Regions from separate parts of the Mus musculus genome. Here region 1 is linked to region 2. A link is a contact called in public Hi-C data. All regions are on one chromosome and are shown on one strand. The core of a region is the stretch at or near the end of the contact, and the rest is flanking DNA. Distances in the headings are between cores, read along the strand shown. Region 1 has its middle 100 kb from the start of Phka2. Region 2 has its middle 26 kb from the start of Pdha1.

The links. Hi-C and Micro-C count contacts between places; a contact is called where the count stands out from the background.
Region 1: a contact with region 2 is called in a Hi-C map of embryonic fibroblasts, with 4 times the contacts expected there. The contact joins two enhancer-like sites. A contact is called at or near these places in 5 of 15 datasets of contacts at CTCF or cohesin (embryonic stem cells, large pre-B cells, pro-B cells and 1 more), 37 of 484 Hi-C or Micro-C datasets (the Ba/F3 cell line, the C2C12 cell line, the G1E-ER4 cell line and 9 more) and 2 of 115 datasets of contacts at active chromatin or transcription factors (extraembryonic endoderm stem cells and trophoblast stem cells).

Annotation. Positions count from the first base shown.
Region 1 is chrX:160,601,340-160,607,358 of GRCm38.p6, forward strand. No RefSeq gene overlaps it. Among named protein-coding and RNA genes, the nearest start is that of Phka2, 100 kb to the left of the region's middle. Within about 2 kb of position 3,097, at least 85 of the 459 cell types and tissues checked have an H3K27ac peak or open chromatin away from gene starts, as enhancers often do. A contact at or near this core is called in the C2C12 cell line and embryonic fibroblasts, where this site is marked.
Region 2 is chrX:160,161,830-160,167,391 of GRCm38.p6, forward strand. No RefSeq gene overlaps it. Among named protein-coding and RNA genes, the nearest start is that of Pdha1, 26 kb to the left of the region's middle. Within about 2 kb of position 2,667, at least 11 of the 459 cell types and tissues checked have an H3K27ac peak or open chromatin away from gene starts, as enhancers often do. A contact at or near this core is called in the C2C12 cell line and embryonic fibroblasts, where this site is marked.

The DNA.
Region 1 (6,019 bases), core at 1,847-4,346, 440 kb after region 2:
GGGCCTCCAAAACACACGAGGTCAGAGAGTCCTGGCTCCATGCCCAGAGTTATACTGAGAGCATTTCTCCAAGTTCCCCAGCTTTCAAGATGTGGAACAACAGCCTACTAAGGTCCTCTCAAAGGACCCACCTGAAGGTCCAAAGAAAAGCAGATAGTGTTTTAGAAACAGCCAAAGCTGGTAACCAGAGTCTCAGATGTAATACAGACACAGTCACCCTAGATACCTTGACCCGAGGTGCCTTTGGCACAGCTTTAAGGGAGCCAGCATTTAGTTTCTGATACAGACCCCAGCTGCAACTGCTCCCTGAACCCCCAATCCTGTCTTCATCAGCAGACAGAATTTCAACCACCTCCTGCTTAGAGTACCTCTGAGTATACATAGTCTCTTGGTGCCTCAGTTTCCTCCTCTCTGAAATATATGGTGATTATACAATCTATCTTTGTGTGTTAAGTCTAGAGGTCAGCAAGACATGAATGCATGCAACAATGAATGCTTAACAATCTTACACTGTTCATGTTGGCCTATGGCAGAAGTTCAAGAGCCAGTTGTAGCTGTCACTCCCTAGCTCCATGCTGGATCTTGCAAGCAAGGCTGCACTCTGAAGGACAGGCCAGGATGATTCCAAAAAAATGAAATTTGCATTCAGACAGGTGACCTTTGCACTGTGCCTATGAATAGTGACTCAGCTTTCCTAGGGTGTTTTCTCAGTATACAAAGCTGATGATCATTTGTATCAATAGAAAGCTTTGGCAGGTCTTACACAGCAGCTAGTAGAGAGAAATACAGTGTGAGACGTTGAACTCTGAGGGCCCCCAAGCTAGCTTGCCTGGTGTGAGGCCAATTTAAGCATCTGCTGTGAACACCTAGAGTGGCTAAGGCCCTGACCTGTGTTCCATTCTAAACACTCCACTCTACCCCTGCAGCCAGGGCAGGGCATGGCACTGGAGAAGGGAGGCACATCCTAACCCCTGCTTGTAGCTTTAACTGACATGCTTTCTTCCTCTTGACACTTGGCACCTAAGGGCCTGTTATTGCAAAGTGGCCCTGCTTTCCTCGAGAGAAATAGGGGTGCTCTTAGATGGGAGAGTGGGGACGAGAAGAAGAAGTGGGTAAAGTGCTTTGCAATCAAGCATGAGAACCTGTGTGTGGATTCCAGGGCCCATGTAAAGCACAAGTCTCTGGAATCCAAGTCCTTCGACAATGAAATGGGAGACAGATAAGGGAATTCCAGAAGATGGGAGGAGAAAGACAGCCAACCCAAATCACTGTGGCCAAATTTATTAAATGATTAAATAAGCATTCTTATTCATGTACAAGGGCTGCCTCCCCCTAAGGTGAGGTTCAAGAAGTCAGCATTGGACATAGGGAATATAAGGGTTTTATAGCTCAGGGGTAGGGGGTTTCCAAATGGAGGACTTAGTGGGCAAACAGGGTTATAGAAGCAGAACATAAGCATGACAAGTTAGTCATAACTTCCTGAAACAACATGTTTGTGAGATGGACATAACTTTTTCAAACAAACGCATGATCATCATTCCTAGAACAGGCAGTTCAGAGCCATTTGTAGTTACAGGTGGGGCATAGCCTAATCCTTAAGAAACAGAGGTTTAATCATTAACAGAAATAGTTTGTCTTATAGCTTTCAAGCCTAATATGGAAGCAGGATTGTTCATCAAGATAGCCTGATGTAGGCAGCAGTGAATAACAAAAAACACCCTGACTCAAACAAGGTGGGAAGCTGGGGCTAACACCAGGGTTGTCTTTTGTCCTTCACATTGTGCCCCATAGCACAGGTGTCTGCACTCACACAAACATGCACACATACACACACATTCTCTCTCTCTCTCTCTCTCTCTCTCTCTCTCTCTCTCTCTCTCTCTCTCTCTCTCCCCCCTCTCTCTCTCTCTCTCTCTCTCTCTCTCTCTCTCTCTCTCTCTCTCTCATCATATATACGGGGTGGGGGTGAAGAATGCAGGAGTGAATCTGAAATTTGTTGGGAAGGAAGAAGGCTGAGGAAGCAGATCTCATCTTTTCTCTGAGCCACTGGACACCCTCAGAACACATGGAGTGGGGTGCTAGACTCAGCTTCCAGGGCCACCTGCAACTATGGGAGAATGAGGTCACGGACATGCAGTAGACAGAGCTGCTTTTCCTCAAGGCTCTGTCCCCACACCACAACCTTGGTGCCCAGTGCCACCCAATGCCAGCAGTGCTACAGAGCACAAGCTCCAGACCAAGCCCTGCATGCTGCCACCTTCAGCTCCACAGTGACTGGCTCCATGATCGCACCTCTGCTTCCTGAGGTTGTTGCAAGAGACAAACATATTAATATTTGTATAGTGCATGGATATCACTTGGCACATAATAAATTGCTTAATAAATATTAAATTTTATAATATAGGTAGGGGTAAGGCTCCTGGAACCTAACATTCAAAGAATTCCTTTTAGAGATAGCCCCAAATGCCTTCTCTCTGTTCCACTCTTGGCAGCCAGCTCCTGCTGCCTCTGAAACACTCTAATAGCTGCATAAGAGAGTGAAAGGTCCACTCTAGATTTGTAAAATGATACCCTTCCCAAGCAGGAGCCCTTGTGTCTTCCACTGCAATGGCAAAGTGCCTGTGAAGTGGATGGGACAGGGTTTGTTTTTCATTTTCTGTCCACTGTCACCAAGCCCATGTGTGGAACCACCCCCAAGCTCATCAGGCAGCCTCGGGGTTCCCTCCACCCTCGCTTGCAGGAGCGTTGACTCAACCCTGTTTCTTTCTCTCAATTGATCACTCCAAACACCCACACTGGGTGCTTGTGAATCTCAACTCTACATGGAGGGGAAGCCCCAGCAGTACAGGCACCCTGTGAGCACATGCTTTTCCAGCACCTTTGGGGGTGCTGCCCCTCACTAAGCCCCCCTGTAGAGACTATCCACTATGCCATGTGACCAATAGAACTGGCAGAAAACCATTTCCAGTGTCCTCTCCCCCTCTCTCCCTGGGAGACATTTTAACTGGCAACAGTGGGGGGTGAGGGCCGGGTGCCTCTGGGGCTCACCGAGGCAGTGGCAGATCTAGGCTATAATTAAACCAGACTGTGAACATATTGTTCATGGAAACCTTAGCAGAACATGAGTCATGTTGGCAAAGTGAATCACACGGCCTCAGAGTTTCCATTTATACTTGCTGAATTGGGGGACTTTATGCCTCAGTTCAGGATTACTGTCCCCTATTTGTTCTCTTTCAGTGACAAAGGCTCAAAGATGGACATTGCTAAGGGGCACTTGAACAGCCAGGAAGAGCACTGAGACTGGGGCTTAGCAGACACTTAACTGAGACACTTAACATTTCCTCATTTCCCGGGATTCCTCCCTGGGGTGGATGGCACCCTAGGCTTGCCAGAGACAGAAAAATAAAAATAAAACAGAGGGAAATATGGCCATTTTGGTGATTATAATATATGCAACTGGTTTTTTTAAACATAAATTTGGAAAAAGAGGAGAATATTGAGGTTCTGGGCTCAGATGGCTTAAATGAAGTCTCATGAATAGCTTTTGGGCAATCCAGAGACCAAGACAGGTATCACATGTAGCCTCCAACATCTACCTAACCTTCCTGGGTCTCTATTTTGTCCTCAGTGAACCAGGAGCAATGACAATAGCCTTTTCCTCACAGGATGGCTAGAAAATGTTAGTGAGTGATGGGAAGGCTGAGAACGGTGCACAGAGGACAAGCTGAGGGTCTGCTGCTTTTCATCATTTGACATCAATGTCACCAGCCTTTCAGTGACATCACTGAACACCAAGGGAGCTTTGCAGAAAACCATGGTCAGGAGACTGGGCATAGGTGACATTCCCAGGGGAGGAAAGCTACCAGGGCCTTCCCTGCACCCTAGTTAGTCAGTTTTGCTATGAGCAAGGAAACATACATTCCATCACACACGTTAGCATCAAGCCTGAGCGAGACTCCTTCATGCATTCCCATGGTACTCTGCTACACAGGCATTCTGAGAAAAGGGAACAGCTCTCTCCCTTGAGATTTGCAGGGTAGGGTCTAAAGCAAATAGTGATGAGTGGGGAGTTGTCTGCCACTTTGGGTCATGCCAGGCTATGGACTAAGAGTCCCTACAGCCATGACAAAGCCACCCTCATCACTCAACATATTGGAGGCACTTCTAGTTCTAACACTGTCACTTCATTTGGGTCCCTCCAGAGGTGGGGACTGTTCCAATGACAGATTCCCTGGAAGCCATTTCATATACTCAGACCCAACATGCAAGGGACCTCAAAGAAATGAGAGCCCTGCCCTAATGAGGGGCTGCTTTATCATCCTCTGTTTCCTATGCTGTGGACAGTTTTTATTGGCCCAAGCTTCAAGTGATGAATTAACTTCTCCTCTTGTAATTTATTAATTGGAGATGAACATAATATCCAAATGAAGTTTCCATTTGGTGTGGGGTAAATGGTGTTCCCAAGCTGAGGGAGCTGGGATTCTTGCCAAGAACAAAGAACGGTGACATTTTCATTGGCCCAAGATAATCTTATTTGGAGCTCCAAGGACATTCTCTGAAAGGCTTATGGCAATATCTGACAGGCTTCCTTTAAGATAACCTCCATCGAAGTAGTTCAGGGACCCCAGGAAGGGAGTCATGTGGCAGTGTAGGGATGTCCTCTGATCTCACCATAGGATATTCTTACATAAAGACATCTCATACATGTATTCTTCTGGAGAGGAAGGATGCTAGGGACAAAGCCTAGAACACAGTTCCAAGGTAGACTACCTACTCTGACAATCCAGACTCCACTTCATGGTGACATTAGAGGTTCCCCCAGAATTGTCACCTTTTTAACCCTCTAGACACAGACGCTAAAGTTCTGCCCTTGGCCTAAGAAGCCCCAAGTCCCAGGCTAGGAAAACACATTCCTAAGACAGGAAGTCCAGGACCCTCCTAAGGGACCACCTGAAGAAAACAGCCAACTGCCTAACAATTCTTCCTTACCAGTCATGTGGGTCCACTGAACACTGGCAGTCAGTTATTTCTACAGTATATGCTTAGTACCTACTACTATGCTGTGATGGTTTGTATATCCTTGGACCAGGAAGTGGCACCATCTGGAGGTGTGGCCTTGTTGGAATAGGTGTGACCTGGTTGGAATGGGTGTGTCACTGTGGGTGTGGGCATAAGATCCTCACCCTAGTTGCCTGGAAGTCAGTCTTCCACTAGCAGCCTTTGGATGAAGACATAGAACTCTCAGCTCCTCCTATGCCATCCCTGCATGGATACTGCCATGCTCCCACCTTGATGATAATGGACTGAACCTCTGAACCTGTAAGTCAGCCCCAATTAAATGTTGTTTTTTATAAGACTTCCCTTGGTCATGGTGTCTGTTCACAGCAGTAAAACCCTAACTAAGACATGTGCTTACCTCCTGATATGCTGGTCCCCAAATATGCTCTACCTAATATCTTATCACCTTCTGTGCTCATCATCCGATATGCTTACCACCCAATATGCTTATTTACCTAGTGTGCTCAGTCTGGCCCATCCAAGACGATAGGTGATGTACCAGAGACACCCAACAATGTTGAGCTAAACTTGAGCCAGGTTCTTTAATGAGACATGCTTGTCCTTGCTCTGCATACCCAACACTGTGGAAAGGGCACGTGGATTAGAGTCAAGGGATATCAGTTTGATTTTCCAACTCCACAAACTCATCTGTTACATTTCCCTTTAAATGTTCTCTTAGTCGGGGTTTCTATTCCTGCACAAACATCATGACCAAGAAGCAAGTTGGGGAGAAAGGGTTTATTCGGCTTACACCTCCATACTGCTGTTCATCACTAAGGAAGTCAGGACTGGAACTCAAGCAGGTCAGGAAGCAGGAGCTGATGCAGAGGCCATGGAGGGATGTTCCTTACTGGGTTGCTTCCCCTGGCTTGCTCAGCTTGCTCTCTTATAGAACCAAGACTACCAGCCCAGAGATGGTCCCACCCACAAGGGGCCTTTCCCCCTTGATCACTAATAGAAA
Region 2 (5,562 bases), core at 1,417-3,916:
TCTCCATGTCCCAGCTGGCTTATCTTCTGACAACCCTGAAATTCAAGGTTATTCACGGTCACAGTACTTATTTATGTCTGGTTTCCCTCTGTAACTTCTTTTCTGTGTGTTGAAAGAAAGGTTATACTTTTTCCCCCTGAACTGAAGCCTCTTCTCATCTGCTGCCCGTGAGCCTCATGGAGTCAAGGATAGCTACGAATGTGGCTCAACACAGATTTTTTTTTTTTTCCGAGACAGGGTTTCTCTGTATAGGCCTGGCTGTCCTGGAACTCACTCTGTAGACCAGGCTGGCCTCAAACTCAGAAATCTGCCTGCCTCTGCCTCCCAAGTGCTGGGATTATAGGCGTGTGCCACCACTGCCTGACTAATACAAAATTATAATCTTACTTTGAACATTATGAGAGCTGGGTGCTGCTGCTGGTGGCGGCGGCGGCGGCTGCTGTAGCAGCAGTCACAGCGTCTGCCTTTAATCCCAGCACTCAGAAAGCAAAGGCACTTCACTCTAAGAGTTCGAGGCAGCCTGGTATACAAAGTGAATTCCAGGACAGCCAAGACTACATAGTAAGATCCTGTCTCAAAACAAAACAAAACAAACAAAACAAAACAAAACAAAACGACAATAATGACAAAGTAAAAACAAACAAACAAACAAACAAACAAGAAAACCATTATGAGATATTTTGTAATTCTCTTTTCTTGTGATGTGATTGTTCAGTTCCTTAGATTATACTCTGTAGATGAAAACATCATGTTGCACTGTCCACAGGTTGGACATGTCTGGATGGTGTTATAGGCATCACCCACAGATGAGGGATTTGAGAAGAGGCTACATAGGACCTGGCTTCCCATAGTTTAGCCTTGGCCCATGGGCTACACTGTTCACAAAGCTAGAATTTCCAGGGGCTTATTGAACATGATGCTCTAGGAAGGTGCCCAATGCCCTAGTTCCTGGCTATTAGCCTATTTCAAAATAAAAGTGGACGCACAAGGTCCTCGCATTTGTGACCTCTGTCATTAGTTGCTATGTCATTCCCCAGAGTTTTAGCTCTTAGTTGTCTCCATAACTTTGCCAAGTCTTGAGCACCTCACACTTCTGCCTCTCTTCACCCAGAGCTGGCTTCTCCAACACCGGAAGTCACACACATGCTGCCCATCGGAACGCGGAGTCATCACATCAGCCCATGTCGCACATCATCTCTCTGACTTACTTGATACACCATTGTTCTTGTGTCATGTGAGCGCTTTCTCAGCCTCGTTCTACCTGCTCCCCACATGGACATAAAGGTTCTCTTACTAGTCAATATTGTTCTTCCCCTGCTGGGCACTTGCTTGTCCTTTCCCACTGTTAGCAGAACAAAACCCCAATTTCTTACCAGGATGCCTAAAGTCTTTGTACTTAAGCCTCAGCTCACATCAGCAGCTAAAGACAGCTTATCCCCATGACTAAGCAACTCGATTCTACCTGACTCTGTATGTCTGCTCCATGGAATTATCGGGATTTCAGGTATATGGCAGTATACATAGTGGGCTCCCCTCACTAGAATAGGTAATACCTTGTGAGTGTTGGTGTCTTGACCATTGTGACCACCTCAGATCCTACCTAGAATGGTGCCAGGCACAGAGGAGACACTAAAGATGTACAGGACAAAGGATTCCTCTCCATTCAGGTTAATTCTCATATCACAACACATGGAGGATTTTAAATATTTGTATTCTCTCTATCCACAAACCCACAATTCATCACTGCAGACTGTGGTACTTAGGAAGATTCTTAGAGCACTTTGGGAATCCCATTCACCTAATATTCTTTGGGCACTGGGAGAACACAAGAGAAATGAATGTCCCCCAAACTATCATGACTTACTCTAGCTTTGGAAAGTGTAGACTTCTTAGGAACTACTGTACACAGAGAAGATATCCTTATCTGAGTTCTGGAGTGTATTTGCTGTTCTGTGGAGTTGACACAGTGGCTTCATCTGCTGAGATAAAGACTTTTTTTTAAATAAATAAATATAAAACCAAAAATTACTTAAAGTTAGAAGTTGACATAACATTGGCCTCTTCAAAATGATGAATAAAAGTATGCAAATAGCAGAATGATATTAATTCCCTTCATGGATGCTTACTGGTATATTTTATAATTCAGAAATTTTAAATAAACTTTATTATTAAAAAAAACCCTTTCAAATACAAAAAAAAAAAAAACCCAAAAAACCAAAAAAACAAAAAACCCACATGCACCAACGGAAGGCATACCCAAAGTCTATGCTTGGAATAGGAGGTGAGCAGCTTTTTATTCTACACTTTTACTATTGAATATATTTTAGAATGTTAGGTTCTCTTAGATGAGTGATCCTCAACCGGGAGTGAGTCTGTCCCCATTAATCACATAGAAATGTCTGGAGATATTTTTGATTGTTATCATCACTAGGTGAGGAAGGAAAGTGGACTGAGCAACAGCCTACAAGGTGGAGAACAGTCAGTGATATAGGCCACCCTCTTCCAGAACTGTACTGTGCATTCAATTGGCACTCCACAACAGCAAGGGACCGGGCCTTGAGAAGGGCAGGTCACTAGCATGTCAGCTTTCTTCCATTCCCAAGAACAGCAGTATTTGATGAGTCATCATATCACAACTCAAACAAACTTCGCCAAGGGAGAAAGTATTACAAAAATAATAGTGGATGCTTGTCTTAGTCACTGTTCTAGCATTGCAAGGAGACACCATGACCAAGGCAGCTTATAAAACAAAGCATTTAATTGGGAGCTTGCTTATAGTTTCAGAGGGTGAGTCCAGGATCATGTGAGATATGGCAGTGTTTGCCCGGTCCTTGAGAAGTTCCTAACTGTACATGTTTCTACCTGCCCATCTCACCTGTTCCCTGAGGAGACCTTGGTGGATCCAGGCATGTGCTATATTTAGAATTCACTCACTGAGCTCAGCATTGGTTTGTTTCAGAGGCCTTTAGTATAGGTCTTTGAAATGATGGCTTGCAATGACTCCCCCGTGGCTCTCCCTTTCCTCTCATCAAGGTCATGTTTTCTCTAGTCCCTTTACATCCTTGTGAACTTTAAACAAAACCCTATCAAGGTACATTAGCAGGATGCAGATCCATCTCTTGTCCTAGTGGAACCCATTTGTGCTCTCTGTGTCAAAGCCACAGAAAATGAGACTCACTCAAGCTTTCCAAATGCCAGGAGGGCAACCAGAGAAGACTGCTAATCTTTCAAGAAATGTCTGTTATGAAATGTCAATGGCCCTTATTGTGAAACCTTAACGATGATCTTTAGTGTGGAGCTTATTAGTTTTCAAGGCTCTTCCGTAGGAGGAACAGTGAACAGCTTCTCTAGGGAGGATGGGATTTTCTATCCCAGTTCTTCTGTCTTATCCATTCATTTCTTCCATTCCCAAGAACAACAGAATTTGATGAATCATGGTATTACAATCCAAACAGAGTTTGTTAGGGGAGAAAGTATTACAAAAATAACAGTGGACACTTGTCTTAGTCACCATTCTATTGCTGTGAGGAGATACCTTTATTTTGTTTCAGACCTTAGGACAAGCGGCTAAGGTGCATATTTTATACACCAAAGCAGACCTGACCTCCAGGTCCTTTCAGCATCCCTCAGTCCCTACCTGGAATATCCTACCCCCAATCCTGAACCTCCCAGTCCAGAGGCTGGGCTACCTTTCTCCCAGAGATTCTTTTCCCTTCCTTCCTTCCTTCCTTCCTTCCTTCCTTCCTTCCTTCCTTCCTTCCTTCCTTCCTTCCTTCCTTCCTTCCTTCCTCTCTCTCCTCTCTCTCCTCTCTCCCCCTCTCTCCCTTACCATGGTAACTTCCCTGGGGCCAGTGAACTCACGGCTTAGCATTTTCCTGTTCTAGTTTCATTTATGATGCTGTGAGAAACTCTCTCTCTCTCTCTCCCTCTCTCTCTCTCTCTCTCTCTCTCTCTCTCTCTCTCTCTCTCTCTCTCTGTGTGTGTGTGTGTGTTGTATGTTATCCCAAATTTTAACCCATTAGTGTGGATAAGTCAAGACAGGAACTTCAAATAGCTTAGTCACATCACATCCCACCCCAGCTGAGAGAAGAGAGAAATGAATTCCTACATACCTACTTGTTTACCTGGCCTGAACTCAGTTTCTCCATTCCTATACAGTTCAGACCTCCTGCCTTGGGAATGGTGCTGCCCAGGTGGGCTGGGTCTTTTCACATCAATTAACTAACAATCACCCATAGACATATCTGTCTACAGGCTAACCCTGTGCAGACAGTCTTTCAATGAGACTCTCATTCCAAGTGATTCTCGGTTGTATCAAATTGGCAATTAAAGCATCATACCATCATACCTATCCTCACAGGGTTAAGGTCAGGAGTGGACTCTGTCTGCTGGATCCTCATTGCCTCTTCTCTGCGGGCATACTTAAGGTTATGTGTCCTTAAAGATTTTATTTTTATTATTATTTTAAATTGTGTGCCTCTCTCTCTCTCTCTCTCTCTCTCTCTCTCTCTCTCTCTCTCTCTCTCTGTGTGTGTGTGTGTGTGTGTCTGTGTCTGTGCATGAGTAATTGCACACGTACTTGGTGTCTGGAGAACATGAAGAGCACGTCAGAGCCCCTAGGCTGGAGCTGCAGACAATTGTGACACAGACACTGGGAACTAAATTCCATTCCTTGACAAGAGTAGTGTGCACTTTAAACTACTGAATTGTCTCTCCAGCCCTGGGTTATATGCTCCTAATCTGATTGTGGTTCAAGAAATTATTCTATTTATCCAACAGCACTTACTGATCATTTATAATAAGTTGGACCCTGGCGAGAGGATAGTGAACGTGCTTATAGGCACAGTCTGACAGCTCTGAGCACACAGGCTGTGAGGGTTGCTCTCAGTTCAGAAGAGAGACAGCATCAATAAGTAATTACCCAAAGGTATGAGGACCCAGCAGGGGCAGCCTGTTCTGCCTGAGGAGTTTAGAGAACGAACACTCACTGAGAAAATGGTAATTATGCTAGGGATTAAGGAACCATAGACATTCAGTGGAAAGGGGGAGGGGAAAGATCACCCCTGGAAAGATGCTGCGCTGTGCAAAGGCTCACTGAAAGCTGACCAAGTGTGGAGGATTCAAAGAATAGCAGCTCTCAGTAGCTGCAGATTAGGGGATTTGAGAAGGAGCTGGGTGGAGTAGGATCACAGAAGAGAAGGGCCTGGGAAAGCAAGCTGAGGTCACATCCTGAGACCTTTTCCTGCCATGCTATTGGGAACAAGTTCCTGAAGAGAAGCTGCTCTCCGGTGTGAACAAGACACTCCTGGAGGGAGTTTGTCTGCGGGGGGCCTGAGGGACCCATAGGAATTTTAGTCCTGCGGAGAGACTGGGATTTTGTAGATGCAGACATTAATTACTAATCTTGGGCTAGTTTTGACCTTCTGGAACAGTCATTCCTTGCTCCACTCTATCTGAACTAGCACCGTATGATAATAAATAAAAATCATTTTAGTAAGCCATTAACTTGGAGCACAAACTCTTACCAAGAGCTAAGAAGGGCATCAGGTAAGATTTTAGGCC